Regions from separate parts of the Mus musculus genome. Here all the other regions are linked to region 3. The links are chromatin contacts, called in public HiChIP or PLAC-seq maps. All regions are on one chromosome and are shown on one strand. Each heading gives the region's core, a stretch centred on a gene start, on an enhancer-like site or on the middle of the called end of the contact. The rest is flanking DNA. Distances are from core to core; before and after follow the strand shown.

Evidence for each region. HiChIP or PLAC-seq counts read pairs in DNA pulled down with a chosen protein or histone mark.
Region 1: a contact with region 3 is called in an H3K4me3 HiChIP or PLAC-seq map of bone marrow-derived macrophages, with 3 times the contacts expected there. The contact joins two enhancer-like sites. A contact is called at or near these places in 1 of 39 promoter capture datasets (pre-B cells), 1 of 484 Hi-C or Micro-C datasets (embryonic stem cells), 1 of 115 datasets of contacts at active chromatin or transcription factors (bone marrow-derived macrophages) and 1 of 9 other capture datasets (embryonic stem cells).
Region 2: an H3K4me3 HiChIP or PLAC-seq map of bone marrow-derived macrophages shows a contact between it and region 3, with 2.8 times the contacts expected there. The contact joins two enhancer-like sites. A contact is called at or near these places in 3 of 115 datasets of contacts at active chromatin or transcription factors (VIP interneurons, bone marrow-derived macrophages and embryonic basal ganglia).
Region 4: a contact with region 3 is called in a CTCF HiChIP or PLAC-seq map of the NIH/3T3 cell line, with 6 read pairs. The contact joins two enhancer-like sites. A contact is called at or near these places in 1 of 15 datasets of contacts at CTCF or cohesin (the NIH/3T3 cell line), 1 of 484 Hi-C or Micro-C datasets (the N1E-115 cell line) and 1 of 115 datasets of contacts at active chromatin or transcription factors (the NIH/3T3 cell line).

Annotation. Positions count from the first base shown.
Region 1 is chr8:125,698,256-125,701,428 of GRCm38.p6, reverse strand. No RefSeq gene overlaps it. Among named protein-coding and RNA genes, the nearest start is that of Gm39283, 14 kb to the right of the region's middle. Within about 2 kb of position 1,923, at least 15 of the 459 cell types and tissues checked have an H3K27ac peak or open chromatin away from gene starts, as enhancers often do. A contact at or near this core is called in bone marrow-derived macrophages, where this site is marked.
Region 2 is chr8:125,512,202-125,515,689 of GRCm38.p6, reverse strand. All of the region lies in intron 2 of Sipa1l2 (signal-induced proliferation-associated 1 like 2), which reads left to right. Among named protein-coding and RNA genes, the nearest start is that of 4930566D17Rik, 8.4 kb to the left of the region's middle. Within about 2 kb of position 1,694, at least 92 of the 459 cell types and tissues checked have an H3K27ac peak or open chromatin away from gene starts, as enhancers often do. A contact at or near this core is called in VIP interneurons and bone marrow-derived macrophages, where this site is marked.
Region 3 is chr8:125,252,997-125,256,489 of GRCm38.p6, reverse strand. All of the region lies in intron 12 of Disc1 (disrupted in schizophrenia 1), which reads right to left. Among named protein-coding and RNA genes, the nearest start is that of Gm30713, 130 kb to the left of the region's middle. Within about 2 kb of position 2,024, at least 249 of the 459 cell types and tissues checked have an H3K27ac peak or open chromatin away from gene starts, as enhancers often do. A contact at or near this core is called in the N1E-115 cell line, the NIH/3T3 cell line, VIP interneurons and 1 more, where this site is marked.
Region 4 is chr8:125,622,881-125,626,369 of GRCm38.p6, reverse strand. No RefSeq gene overlaps it. Among named protein-coding and RNA genes, the nearest start is that of 4930567H12Rik, 40 kb to the right of the region's middle. Within about 2 kb of position 1,964, at least 47 of the 459 cell types and tissues checked have an H3K27ac peak or open chromatin away from gene starts, as enhancers often do. A contact at or near this core is called in the N1E-115 cell line and the NIH/3T3 cell line, where this site is marked.

The DNA.
Region 1 (3,173 bases), core at 674-3,173, 450 kb before region 3:
AAAATTTTAAAAACTTAAATTAAATTAAAAATAAAATTAAAATGATATAATAAGATAAAAGTATCCTTAGACTTTTCTTAAATAAATAAAAAAATGAACAAAACACCTGGAAAACCGAAGAAGGTGAAGAGACCACAAAAGGTGTAAGAGGGTCTGTACCAGGGTTCTTGGACGAGACAGTCACCAAGTGACCAAAAAGACAGGGGCCAGGCACAGAAAAATTATTTGAAAATGTCAGCCTCTCATAAGAGCTGGGAAGCCTGCTGGGTCACTGCTACTGCAGTCTGTCCACCAGTATGGCTTGAGTGTGCAAGATGCTAGATCAGCCCAGAGATAGGGGAGCGAAGGGGAGAGACCAGGAGGGGAGGGAAGGAAGCAGGGACAGCAGGGGAGGGTGGGGGAGAGAAGAGCTTCATCTATGAATCTACCTTTCCTTCGCCTGCTGCTAAACCTTTTTGGGGAAAGATTCTAAATGTCTACAAGTCTTGCTAATGGCCTTATTTATGAGCCACACTGAGCACGCTCAGTACTCCCTTCGGCCATCTTTGTCTTACAAACTAAACATACCCAGACACTTCCGGCTGGTTAGCTTTCCTTCTTGAACTGAGGGTGCTCAGGAAGGTTCAGAGGACATTCTGCAAGCTCTGGAGTGTGCCCATCTCTAGAGTGCTTTTCCATATGAATAGTGTACGTACTCTCTATTCAGTGAGACTTCTCAGCTCAGGGACAGCCTTATTTAGGAAACGACTCCCATGCTTTCTCTCTTCTGCTGCCCTCAACGACCCCTTTTCCACGGACTTACATCTTGGCTGTATTTCTTTTGGTCTGTACTCTGCCTGAGGCAAGTCCTCTGAGTTGGGTGTGTGTGTCTGCTTATGCAGAGTGGTGAGTTGGGTGTGTGTGTCTGCTTATGCAGAGTGGCTGAGGGAGTCAACCCTAGTGACCCTTTCTCCTTTCTCTGTCCTTGCGGTCGGTCGTAGGCTCTTCCCAAGAGGAAAGACAACCACACTTACTTTAATCATTGATATAGTCCTGGCATTCCACATGAGGCCTGGAGCAGACTCTACACTCAATAAATATTTATAAATAATAGTGAATAGTTTCAGAATTACTAAAGTATTCTAACACAGTCAACTATTTTAAAGAAGGAATAGTCTTTCTTCATTGTTGTCTTTAGGTCTTTTATTTAGAAAATACTTGGGGCCTTTTAAAGCTCTCCATCTCATTGTTAAATTGATTCAGAGACCTAGGGAAGTGAGCCAAATCTATATTGATCAAGATATTATAGATAAAGTCAACAATTCTTAAAATCACATTTCCTGACGACAGAGCCTAAGAAATTTCCTCATAGAACTGACAGCTCTTCATGACAAAGGCAGAGTCCACATTGTTAGCAGGAATCATCCCTGCTTGTTGGTGTGTAAGCTGCTGGGCAGACAATGGGGGAAACTATTCAATGACATGGACACAAATAAATCAGCTGTTTATCCTACACTCAACGTGAGCCAAACCCGGGACTGAGCTGTGGGGATGAGGAGGAGCTGTGGGAATGTGTGACCTTAGAGAACATAAGATGACCACTGAAAGACCTTGCTAGAATAGCATGCTGGGGACTTCCGCTAGAAGGTTGTGACTAACACTCCCTTCCTGCAATGACAAAACAAGCTTTGCAAGAAAGCTCCTACTTTAAGGTAGGTGCAGATAATGACCAAGAATGTTTCAGTTCCCCCTTCTGGTGACTAAGACCTCACCTCACCCATGGCCATTAATATTGCTTAAGGAAGGTCACGAAACAATTGCCAATCCGGAAGGGAGAGGCTAATTACCATTTCTAAAGGGGGGAAATCAAAAAGTCTGCCCTGGCCAACAATGGGCTTAAACCAACTCTTATTGTTATCAAGTCCTACCCTTAAACTATATAAAAAGTGTGTGCTTAGGAGATTGGGGTTGACTCTGCCCAGATTGCAGGACAGTGTGGCATGCCAGATCAATAAATCTCTTGCTTAGTGCATTGATCTCCGTCTCTGTGTTTCTGTGAGTGGGACATCCAGGACATAAGGCTCTTCAGGTCTTACAGAGCCACGGTTGCAGTTCTCCAAACCAGGAAAACCATGCAGCCTCCCAAGTTCAGAAGAGAGAAACTGTTGTATTAGCATCTTATCTAAGTCCAATAAAATCAGAGAGTCAGACTGGATGGAGACCATTGTCCCTCATCACTGATCTTTCCACTGCCTGCTTCAAATGTGTGGCCCATGGAGCTCTGAAGAGAGTCTAAAGAAAGGGTAAACACCCCACTACAAACCCGACTTTTAATGTTATTATTTGAATTTTATGTGCCTTTATCTGTCTACATGTACATCTATGCACCACATGTGTGCCTACTGACCAAGAAAGCCAGGGCAAGGCGGTGAAATCTCTGGAGTTGCAGATAGTTGTGAATCACTTTGTGGTGCTGGGAACCCAGCCCAGGTCCTCTGCAAGAGCAATAAGCACCCTTAGCCTCTGAGCCAGCTCTCCAGCCCCACTCACTGTTTTGAGTTAGTCATTTCTCTTGAACAAATATTCAGGCTGTTACTTTTATTCTAGACTTCGGGGGATGGGGGATGGCATTTCCCTGTTTGGAAAGTAACTTTTATTCACCTTTTTAAATTGTCATTTCAGGGGCTTACTGCCTCTGCTAACTTAGGCCTAGACCTGGAAGCTTTTAGCCTTCATACAATCTTATCTAGGCCCAGAATGCTTTCAACTTCTGAGACTTAATGCTGAATAAGCTCACCCCTTCTAGTTCTTTCTGAACACTGTCTGACTGGTTCAACTCCACTATTCTGGCTCAAACTCCTTGACAAGGTGAGAGATTCAATCTGGCTTCTCTCTTGGCCTCTGACTTTTTGCTCTGCTTGGCCTCAAACTAACTCTGGCAATCTGTTCTAATCTTCTGGCTCCTTCTCATTCTCTAGCTCATTTTGTCTTCACCTGTGTACAGCTTGTTCTCTCTCTGCAATCTGTCTCTCTATAACTGTCCAGGTAAAACTCTTCAAGTAGCTTCCCCCTCCCCCCTCTTGTGAGAGTTGGGATTAGTCTATTTTGTCAAATCTTTCTCTGGTTCATCATTTTGTCTGCCACTCAATTAGATGTCACTTTCAAACATGGGTGCTTCCATCTACAAACTAACT
Region 2 (3,488 bases), core at 445-2,944, 260 kb before region 3:
CCTTTGGCTGGCACCGGATATCAGCCTTTCCCTTCATGAGGTTACTTGGAAATTCCAGTTTCTCAGGGTCTACCCCTCCAATGTTCTGATAGCTGGGCCATGGGAAGAGGACACAGCATCTACAGAATACCCTCATTAGCCTGTCCAGGACGGTCACAGGGTGAGGATGTCCTCCAGGGCTTGGGGTGAGCCATCTGCAGCGTCTTTACTGTAGACAAGTTACTTCTCTCCATCTTGGACGTGCCCTGTCTCCATAATAAGAATTCATGGCAAAGATGTTAACCTCTGTGTTGAAAAAAGAAAATGTGAATGCTAAGTTAGTATCAGGGATGTAGGACTATTGAAATGTGGATTTTCAGTTTTCAGTTTGTTATGTGTTTCCTGCTTCTCAGAGTGAAGTCTGTTCAATCCCTTCGTGCACTCCACAAGGTTGGTGCTATTATCTTTTGGTTGTGTAGACTGTGATGGCTTCGACACTAATAATGGCTTACTCTAGACTGGCGTGTGTGCATGCGCATATATACATTTCTAAGTGCAGTCACACATGTATATATGCTCACATGGAGGACAGAGCCACCCTCAGGTGCTTACACTCTTGAGGTGCCATACACCATGGGTTTTTTTAATTTTAATTTTAATTTTTATGGTTTTGCTTTTGGTTTGTTTGTTTTAAGACAGACTATTGACTAGCCTGGTGATAAACTCTCTTAGAAATAAACTAGTTGGTCAATGAACCAGAGGCCCACCTGTGACTGCCTCTGAGCTGTGTGTGTGTTATCACTGTCTCCCAGCCGTGACCATATATGTTGTCACTGTCTCTCCAGCTGCGAGCTCTCATGCTGGGCTTTTCTACTCCGGTTCTTGGGCTCAAACTCAGGTAAGTCCTCAGGCTTGCATGGTCAGCGCTTGGCAAGCCTGAGACCCAAGTATTTTGTTGCCTGCTTTGCTGGGCTGGTCAGGTGGCCAGTGCTGCCTTAAGCTCTTAGCTGCTCAGTCAAGACACTTTTTAAAGCATCGTTGTACTGGAAGCAATCAATGTAATAATAAAATCTATGTATCAGAGAGGGGAAACCTCATGCCACAGTGCGTGTGTGGCGGTCAGAGGACAACTTGTACCGTCAGTTCTGTCTTCCCATCTTAACATAGGTTCAGAATCCAACTGTGGTCACCAGGCCTGCAAACACTTTACCATCTTGCCTCTAAGAAACTTGAAAATCCTGTATTTGGTATTTGAGAGCCAAATCACTGGTGAGCTGCCAGCATCTGTATTCCTAGACTTTCCTGGGTGACAGGCAGTGGAGGTGGAGAAGCTGCTTTGGCACAAGAGAAAATTAGCAAGAACCACGGTAATCGTCATATTGCAGGTATTGCCTTCAAAGAGTGAGAAAGTTCTCTTTAGTGGCCACGACTATGTGACTCATGGGTCCTGGCTTGACTTCCCTATGTCACCTGCTGCCCTCTCATCTTCATGGAGAGGGTGTGAGGGCTGACGCGGTTCACCCTCTGAGCACACAGAGCCTGTGGGAGTGTCCAGCGAGGAAGGCAGCCAGCCTGAGGGAGCTGCAGCCTACCCTCCTTTCCTGTCCTTTGTCTATTGTGAGAAGCTTAGCATGCAGCCATTACTCCTGTGATCTGCCTGCCTGGGAGCCGCACTATTTTTAGGAACTTCTCCACACAATAGGTTTATAAAAAGGCTATTGAGCCTTTTTAGGCTCTGTGTTCTGTCTGACAAGGCTGAGTTACAAGCAGGCTTTCCTGCCTCACTGCTCAGGAGGGCACGATTCTCTCTTCTTCTACATCTTCTCTGCTCTTACTTAGTTGTTTCTTCCTTGGAAAGTGCTTGGAGACCCAGAGGTCTGCTGGTCCTGTACAGCTATGGCAGGAATCTGGGGAGCACTCTGTTGTATGTGGAGCACTCCCGGTGTCTGTGGAGCACACTGGTGGATGTGGAGTTCTCCAGTATCTGTGGAGCACTCTGTGCAGTTTCTCCAGCTCTGTTTCACACACACTGGTTAAGTTGCAGTTTTTTATTTCTCCTCTTTTAAAAATGTGCTAACATATGCACAGTTAGTGGTGCTGCTGGGGAAAGTGAACAAGGGAGCTGGTTCCTCCTTCCGAGTCTTTCGTGTCTTGAGTTGTTTTCTCAGAGGAAGGGATCCCATTGGCCTGGCCTGATGACCAATTGAGAAAGCAAGTACTGTTTATTATTTGACGTTTGTTTTAAGAGACCACTTGGGCTGGGGTGTCACTAGCTTAGTTGGCAGCATGCTTCTCTAGCGTGAAGGAGGCCCTGGATTCCATCCCCAGTGCCACAGAAGTCAGGTCTGACATCCCAGCACTTGGCAGGTAGGAGCAGGAAGATGACAGGTTCATGATCAGTCTTGGCTGCAAGGTGCATTCAAAGCCAGCCTGGTCTTTATGAGACCCTGTCTCTGCAGAATCAAAGAGGATGAGAAAGAGCAGTCGGGCAGTTGGATCTTGTTAGTTTCTGATTTTACGCTCTGAATATGTTTGCTCATCAGGATGGAAGGGCTGACTTGCTTGCCATCACTGAAGCCTGCCTGCCTCTTATAGAACCTGACGCTCTCCTGAGGCCACGGGATAGACTGGCCACTTCTTCCCCTTGGTATCTCTCAGTTAAGATGCTGTACCAAGCAATGCACTAGACTTCACGCCGTGAGACTGACTTTTTCAAACACACAACTAAATGAAGATCATTCTCAAACTAACTTTCTTCTAGGTGATTAGTCAAATAAAGTTGTTGTTGTTGTTGTTGTTGTTGTTTTTAGTGTTAATTGTAGGAGGTGGTAGACGAGAAGCTGTCCATATAACCCTGGGATACTTGCAGAGGGCTGGCCTTCCAGGCCTTGGGATATGTTCCTGGGATGTCAGCCACTGTAAGGACAGGTGTACAGCTGTGTGGAGGGCTCCACTTAGGTTCCACTGGCTGCATTTGAGCCATCCTTCCCACTTGTCCTCTCCAGTGTCTGTCATGCTCCTTGAGTTTGTCAGTGGCCTGGCTGGCATCTGGTTGATATTAATACATCCTTGGGGTTCCTCAGGTACCTGGCTCTATGGCACCTGCTCACTTCAACTGTGGAAGCTGTTTAGTGATTTCCAAACATCATCTTGGCCCCTAGATCCATTACCAAGGTCACTGCACAGAGCATCCTGTATCCTCTTCCCTGTTGCCTCTGGTGTTGATTTCGTAAGTAAGTTTAGGGTGGGGCCCAGAGGATGATTTTCCTCCAGGCCCTCCAGAGGGCATTGTCCATGTGACCCATCAGGGGTTGAACCATAAAAGCCCAGACAATAAGTAGCTGAGCCCAGGGTTCTTTGCTCTGTACTGTTGGCAGTGCAGAAGGCCCACAGGCTTCCTAAGCTGCCCTCCCAGATTCGGCGGCTGGCTTTGCCCATCCAGATCGTCTGTTGCTGGAGGGCTGTGGCACAGGGTGACTGTGGATGTTCATCCAGCCCCAGACCACAGG
Region 3 (3,493 bases), core at 775-3,274:
AGGCTAGCCTTGAACCTGAAAACCTCCTGTCTAACTCTCCCAGGTTGTTGGGATTAAAGGCAATGCATGATCCTCTGTAGTCAATGTGGACTACAGCAGAAAACTGACCTGTGTAGGGGGGAGGAGCAGTCAGGAGAAAAGCCCTATCCACACACACCCAGAAAGTAGGCAAGCATAGGGAATCACTTAACAACCTAGGACTCCACTTGGCTTGGGCTGTGCATATAGCTCTCTTCTAGCAATGCTCTCAGCAAAGGACTCTCGCCTACAAGTGATACGCGCATCCATCCCTGTGAATAATGCACTGGATAATCTATTGCCAACCTAGAACCCCCACTTGCCTAGAGCTGCAGGCACCACCCTCTCTGAACAATGAAATCAGTTTCTCATCTCCTTAACAACTATCCCAGTAGGAGGGGCTAGACTGGTTTTAGATGCATGTACAATAAAGCAAACTGTGTCCTCCAAGTGCACCTTCGGGGAGAATCCCCTATTTTCCATTGTAGGCCTATATGTAACCTGGCATATGTTTGACATCAGATGTGTTATGAGAAGAGACGAGAGAGAAGAATATACAACTTAAACTATGTAGTTAAAATAGAGAACCACACAAAGGACATCCTTAGAAACTGAATTCCCACTCTCTATCTCCATGAAAGGAACCCTCAGGGCCTTTGAGTACTGACATTCATGATGTCCACTCTCATTCTTGAACACACATTTTCTGGCCTTTTGGTGAAAAAAAAAAAGCACTCTTGCTACTTGTGCAAACCTGTATCTACTAATTTCGATGCTTTGAGTAAGACACCAAGGACCTACAGACACCTGACCCAGCCCCTTTCCACTGGTGGCAAAGGGACCTGCTACGTGCACAGAGAGACCGTGTCACCAGCCTCATGCTAAGTTCACACTGTGTCCCATGGGCAGCAGAGTCATCTTGCTCTGCACACATTGTCTGCTCCAACTTTTTGTACCCAGACCTTGGCAGAAAGGAGAAGGAAGCACAAGGCTGCCACCCTCGATCAGCTGAGCACAGTGGTGCCTCGGAGAGCAGCCTGCCCAGATCTGCACTCCCCCACTATAAATTACTGAAGGTCTCCACAGATGTCCGTCCTTCCTGCTCTTTGGTTTTAGAAGCAAAAGATCATTTCCAAGGAGACAGGGCAATCGCCCCTCAGCTCTGTTACCTTGGCCTCTTCGGGCTACACACTGGAAAGTGGAACCAGACAGGAGCCCTTTGGGGCTGTGGAGTTTATTCATGAGCCTGGATACATTTAGTCTCTGCATGCCATCAAGACTAGCAAGACGAATCAACTGGGCACCGTGCATTCCCAATGAGCAGAGAGAATAGGCTCCCAAGAGGCTTCTGGACAGGGATGCAAATACCACGTAAATAGAATCAGCCTGGTCCTTGCTCATCCATGACTCAGCAGAGGCTGGCAGAGCTGCCCGGGGCTTTGAGAGATGCCAGGATATGATCCTTTCCTCCTATAGTGAGCTATGGAAGTCAGAGGAAAAAAAAAAAGGAGGGGAAAAACAAGTCCTGCTTAACAATTCACCAAAGCCTAAAAGCTTTCCAATGGAGGCATTCCGGACGTGGAGGAACGGTTACACAGACTCAAGGGGGATTTTGGAATGGAGCTGCTAATTAGAATCCAGAACCTGTGAAATCATCCCTCAGGTTCAGACCACTGCTAATGGATCCCCAGCATGCCTAGAGTGAAGTCACAGCCCCGTCCTCTCCCCAGAGGCACCACGCTCCCCTCCCCACCGCCTGCTCTCCCAGTTAACCGAGCAAGCGGTCACCTCTGGCTGATGGTTTGAGTTGTTCACAATGCCTGTAACTCAGGAAGCCTGCCAGGAGGACAAAGAGGCAGCCTGTTTTCCTCCATCCCCAGATCTGCCAGCCCAGCCTTCCTCTACCACCCAGCAGGCTGCTGTGGCTCTGACACCGACAGACTGTGCAAGAACTCTTCAGAAGGTTTAGAAGCCCCCGCAGTATTGTCCCCAGCCCGCCCCTCTGTGTATGGCTCGCTGGTACACCACCTGCTTTGCTCCTGCAGGCGTGTGGCTTACGATAAGGGGGCTCTAACCCCAGGAAGAATGGGCAGCCACAGCATCCGGGACTCAAGTCCTCCAGAAAGGTGTCCCCCGTGGGTTTACGTCAGCACATTCCAGTGTGGACTTGGATTAAACAGCAATCGTCTGCTACGCATGCGCAGTGGGTCCTGGCAGCCGGCTTAACAGAATCAAGAGAGATGCCACCCTCACTGCGGCTGCTCTTCTATGCTATTAGTTGCGAGCTTTTTCTTTCAGCAGCGCTCAGCATTGTGCCTTTGATCACAAACGAAAACACACACCAGCCAGAGCTTGGCTGGGGGATTCCTGCAGCCTCTTTGGACGCCTTGATAAATTCTAATTTGAAACAACAGCTTTTATTTGTTGTGGAACCCCACGGAGCATTGTGAACACGGCTTCCTGTCTTGGGCCCATTGTAATACGGGAATCCAAGTGCTACTTCAGATTAAAGACACACTCTATGTATTATTCTCGTTCAGTGACACAGAACATGGGCTGGATTTCAGAGGAAAGCTGGGATAAATGTGTGTTTGTGGTGTAGATGTTATCTAAGGAGGGGCTGACTCAGTACCCAACCCAGCACTTTTCTACTCTTAGTGGCATGGTATGGAATGTCCTGGACAGGGTCAAATGCTTGAACAGTTGTTCGCAGTGGTAGTGCTGTTTGGCAGAATTGTGAAACCTTTAAGAGGCAGCTCCTGATTGGTGTAAGCGGGTCATCAAAGATGGGCCCTGTGATGGTTTGTATTTGCTTGGCCCAGGGAGTGGCACTTCTAGGAGGTGTGGCCTTGGAGTGGGTGTGGCACTGTGGGTGTGGCTTTAAGGCCCACTTCCTAGCTGCCTAGAAGTCAGTCAGTCTTCTCTTAAGAGGCCAGCGGATGAAGATGTAGAACTCTCAGCTCCTCCTGTACCATGCCTGCCTGGATGTTGCCATGTTCCTTCCTTGACGATACTGGACTGAACCTCTGAACCTATAAGCCAGCCCCAATTAAATGTTCTTGTAAACATTGCCTTGGCCATGGTATCTGTTCACAGCAGTAAAATCCTAACAAAGACAGGCCCCAAGGGTCCTAATCCTGGTCTAACACCCCCTACCTTTGGCCTGAGATCTCTACTTCTTGAGCCACTAAAGATGCTAGAAGCCACACCACAAATTCTCATCTCCCTGGGTCGCATCATCAGGTGTCATGCCCTCTCACCATGATCTGGATCATGAGCCACACCCCACTCAGCTGTCCCAAAACCTCCCCACCCCAGCAGACCTGGGACAAACCCCACTGTTATGGGAAATATTTAATGAACCTGCCAACTCTCCACACTCCTGCTTCTTTCAACCTGCCAACTCTCTGACCCCGTCGGGCCACATTCCCACTCTAGTACCAGCACTGGTGGACCACAACACTATGTCCCAGCT
Region 4 (3,489 bases), core at 715-3,214, 370 kb before region 3:
ACATCATCGGTTCGTCATAGTCTGCCTTTGCTCGGACTTCGTTGGCTGCTACCCTCAAGCTCTTAGTAGGACTTGTTCGGGTTTACTGTGGTACTTGAATGTTGGTTTGGAACAGAACTTTCCACTTATCTCATCCTCAATGACCCAGTTGTAAAAGGCCAAGGGCTTGAGTAAATCTCAGCCACGGCGTCTCATCCTTTACTACTGCTGGGATCATTTGGTACTGATCCGCTAGCCACGGCTACCTCAGGCCCTTGATCATGCCTCCTGGGATTATATTCACAAGATAGGATATGTTAAAAGCCATGTGGGTTGCTCTAAAGCAAGCATGACATCTCCCCCTGCTTTATTATCCCATAATGTTTCTCTTTGGCTTCTACAGGAGCACCATGATGTGTGTGTGTGTGTGTGTGTGTGTGTGTGTGTGTGTGTGCGCACACACACACATAAAAATAAACAAATGGGAAAATAAATGAAATGTTTTAAAAAGGTGGATGGTGACAGAAGAATGGGAGTCAAGGTTGTCTTCTAGTCTACACACACACACAGGCACACACACACACACACGCACACACATATGCATGCACACACGCATGTATACCTCTGTGCACATGACATGTATGCACACAGGACCTAAATTTATGCTTAGCTGTGTCTCTTAGGCATAAGTGAGGCTGGAGTGCTGTCTGAAGTGGATGTGTCTCACTGTGTCATGTGATGCAGTCCCATGTGGTGTTTTGCTGAGGCAAGGCCCATGAGAGGTCACGTTTGGAGAGAATATAAATAGGACTCAACAGACAGTGACAAGGCACCTGCAGAGCCAGCTGTACAACTCTTCATTGGTCTCTCATCTTCACTGATCTTCATGTCGTGGAGAGAGGCACGGCAGAGAACTCCTGGCATTCCAGTTGGTCCTGGTCAATCCCGTTGTCTCTTGCTGTTTAGGTGGAGGCCTGGCAGTTTCTGCTGGATCCTGCCACTGCTGCTGCTGATTCGTGTTTGGTGACACTTTTGAACTGGACTGCTGGTATCCTAACAACAGAGATTGGAGTCACCCCAAAGAGCTACTTCTAAACAGGTCCATATCCCCTTGTCCTATTTATCATCTTTTCTCCCCTACCTTTGGACGGCTAGAAGCAGGCCCAAAGAATTTGAGAACCCTTATTAAAGTAGGTTTTGAAAAATCTAAGCCTACACCTGTTAACCACAATGTCTGTTGTTTCCTCCCCAGAAGATAATTTAGAGTGGATTAAAGACAGCAAAGAGGGATCAGTAAGGACCAATGAGACACATGCAACCAAACCAGAAACGCAGTGATGGAGTGTTTGCTGTGTTTTCCTACCACAAGAGATGGCTTCACTCCACACTACACAATGAGATCTGGGGACAGAGCCTGCGGTTACTCTGCACATGAAACGTTCATGTTGTACTAATCAGGGCTGTGCTGGAATTGGAGTTATGACTTGGGTTGGAACCACTGGACACAGCATTTCCACGGTGATGGTGAACACTCTGCCCAGCTCTGTGCATCTATCTGTTGCCCTTCCCCTGCTGAGCTGTGGGAGGAATAGCCTGCTGGCCTATTGCAGCTCCAGAGGCCCAGAAGTGGGCAACAGAATGTTCAATGGAGAGTTTTAGGTTGTCTACTGGAATGGTATGCATAGCATCATCATACCCAGGCTTCCCAACACCCTTCCTCTACATCTGGGGCGACTGAGCGTGTCTCCTCCCCATCCACCTGCCTGCTTGCCTGCTTAGGGCCCCCTCCTTCCTACAGAACCCAGCTGTTGGGTACAGCAGCTGTCACCACGATCTACACTTGGCTGTAGTGACTAACAGTCTTCCTGGAAATCTCTCCCATTCCCCCACAGAATCCTTGCCAGGAAGCAGGAGAATGCGGGAGGGCAGTTAAGGAAACGGCCAGGAAAAGACCATCCCACAGTCAGGCGCTGACTCACGCTCACGGGAAAACCCAGATCAGTCCTGGAGGCTCCTGGAATGCAAAGGTTGAGAGAGCCCAGGAATAACAGCTGTCACAGGAACCAGTTTCCACATAGCCTTCACCTTCCTGTCCCAGATGGAATGCGTTCCTCATCTCTTAGGAAGCCCTGGATCTGTAAGAATCAGGCACAGAACAGTCAGGCAATGCTCCTGTGGCCACACACATCCTCAAGACAGGACTAGAGCTGTGCCATAGATCAGGCTATCCCTGCTTCAACACTTCATAAACATTTCCAGAGACTTCAATCAGTCTTTTCTCCATGTTTTCTGAATTTCTCGTGTGCCACTGGACCTGGGCCACCAAATTCATCTTCGCACACTCCAATCTTCCAAATTAACTTCTACAATGACATTAACTTTTTATGTGAGTGTGGTTCGTGTGTGCATGCACATATATGTGTAGCCCAAGGAAGCTAGCTAACTACATCAGGTGCCCTGTTCCACCATCCTCCACCTCAGCCCTTTAAGACAGGGTCTCTCGGCGAATGCAGAACGAGGCTGGTAGCCATCCTCCCATCTCCAGCCACTGCCCCTTACACACGCTCACACACACTCACACTGCCCTGGGGTTATGATCTCTCATGATGGCTGACGCCACACTGTCCCAGCCCTTTACAGGATGCTGTATCTGAACGCAGGCTCTCATGCTTGTGCAGCAAACACTCTTACCAACCGGCTCACCTCTGCAGCCCGAGAGTCACATTTTAATGCATTAACTATTTCAAAACTATTTCATCCTGTTCTTCCCTGACCATGTGCAGCCTGTAAGGGGCAGTGCTGCAGAGTGCTCCCCGAGGTGCCCCGGCGAAAAGTGGGCATGTCTCTCAGTGAGTGGGCACGGCATCAGAGTTCAGGCAAGTCTGGAGTTGGGCGCATGATGCAGGGACATCATAGCTTCCTGGGTGCAGGAGGTTAAGGTGCTCCCTGGGGGAGCTCAGTGCATATGGGCACAGCTAGCTGAAGGAAGAACACGCCCTGAGAAAGATGGTACTTCCAGTCAGATCACGAAACACTTCACTCTATACAGACAGACAGCTATTCCTTTCGGTGCCAGTGGGAACTTCTCTCTTTCATGCTTTGTTTCCCCCCCCCCACCCCCCAGTAATTGCCTTAACGGTGCTGACAGACCATCCATTCAGCTCACACTCTACTCTTCCCACTTTCATTGGGAGCAGACAGGAAGAACGGGGCTCCCCACTGGCTTCCTATTGTTTCTACCATACGTTTTGCTTTTTAGATTATTTTATGTGTGTGAAAGTCTTGCCCGGATGTGTGTCTGTGAACCACATGCATGCAGTGCCCATAGAGGCTAGAAACGAATATCTGATCCATCTATTGCTTTCCATGGCCTGAGAGAGTTGAGTCACTGAGCACCCAAATCTAAACATCAATAGTGACAACTGGACAAAGACTTCTGAGAGTCGGCAATGACCCTAAGTAGCAAATCTTCCCAGAATTCCCCCTTCCTCTCTACCCAAACACTAGCAT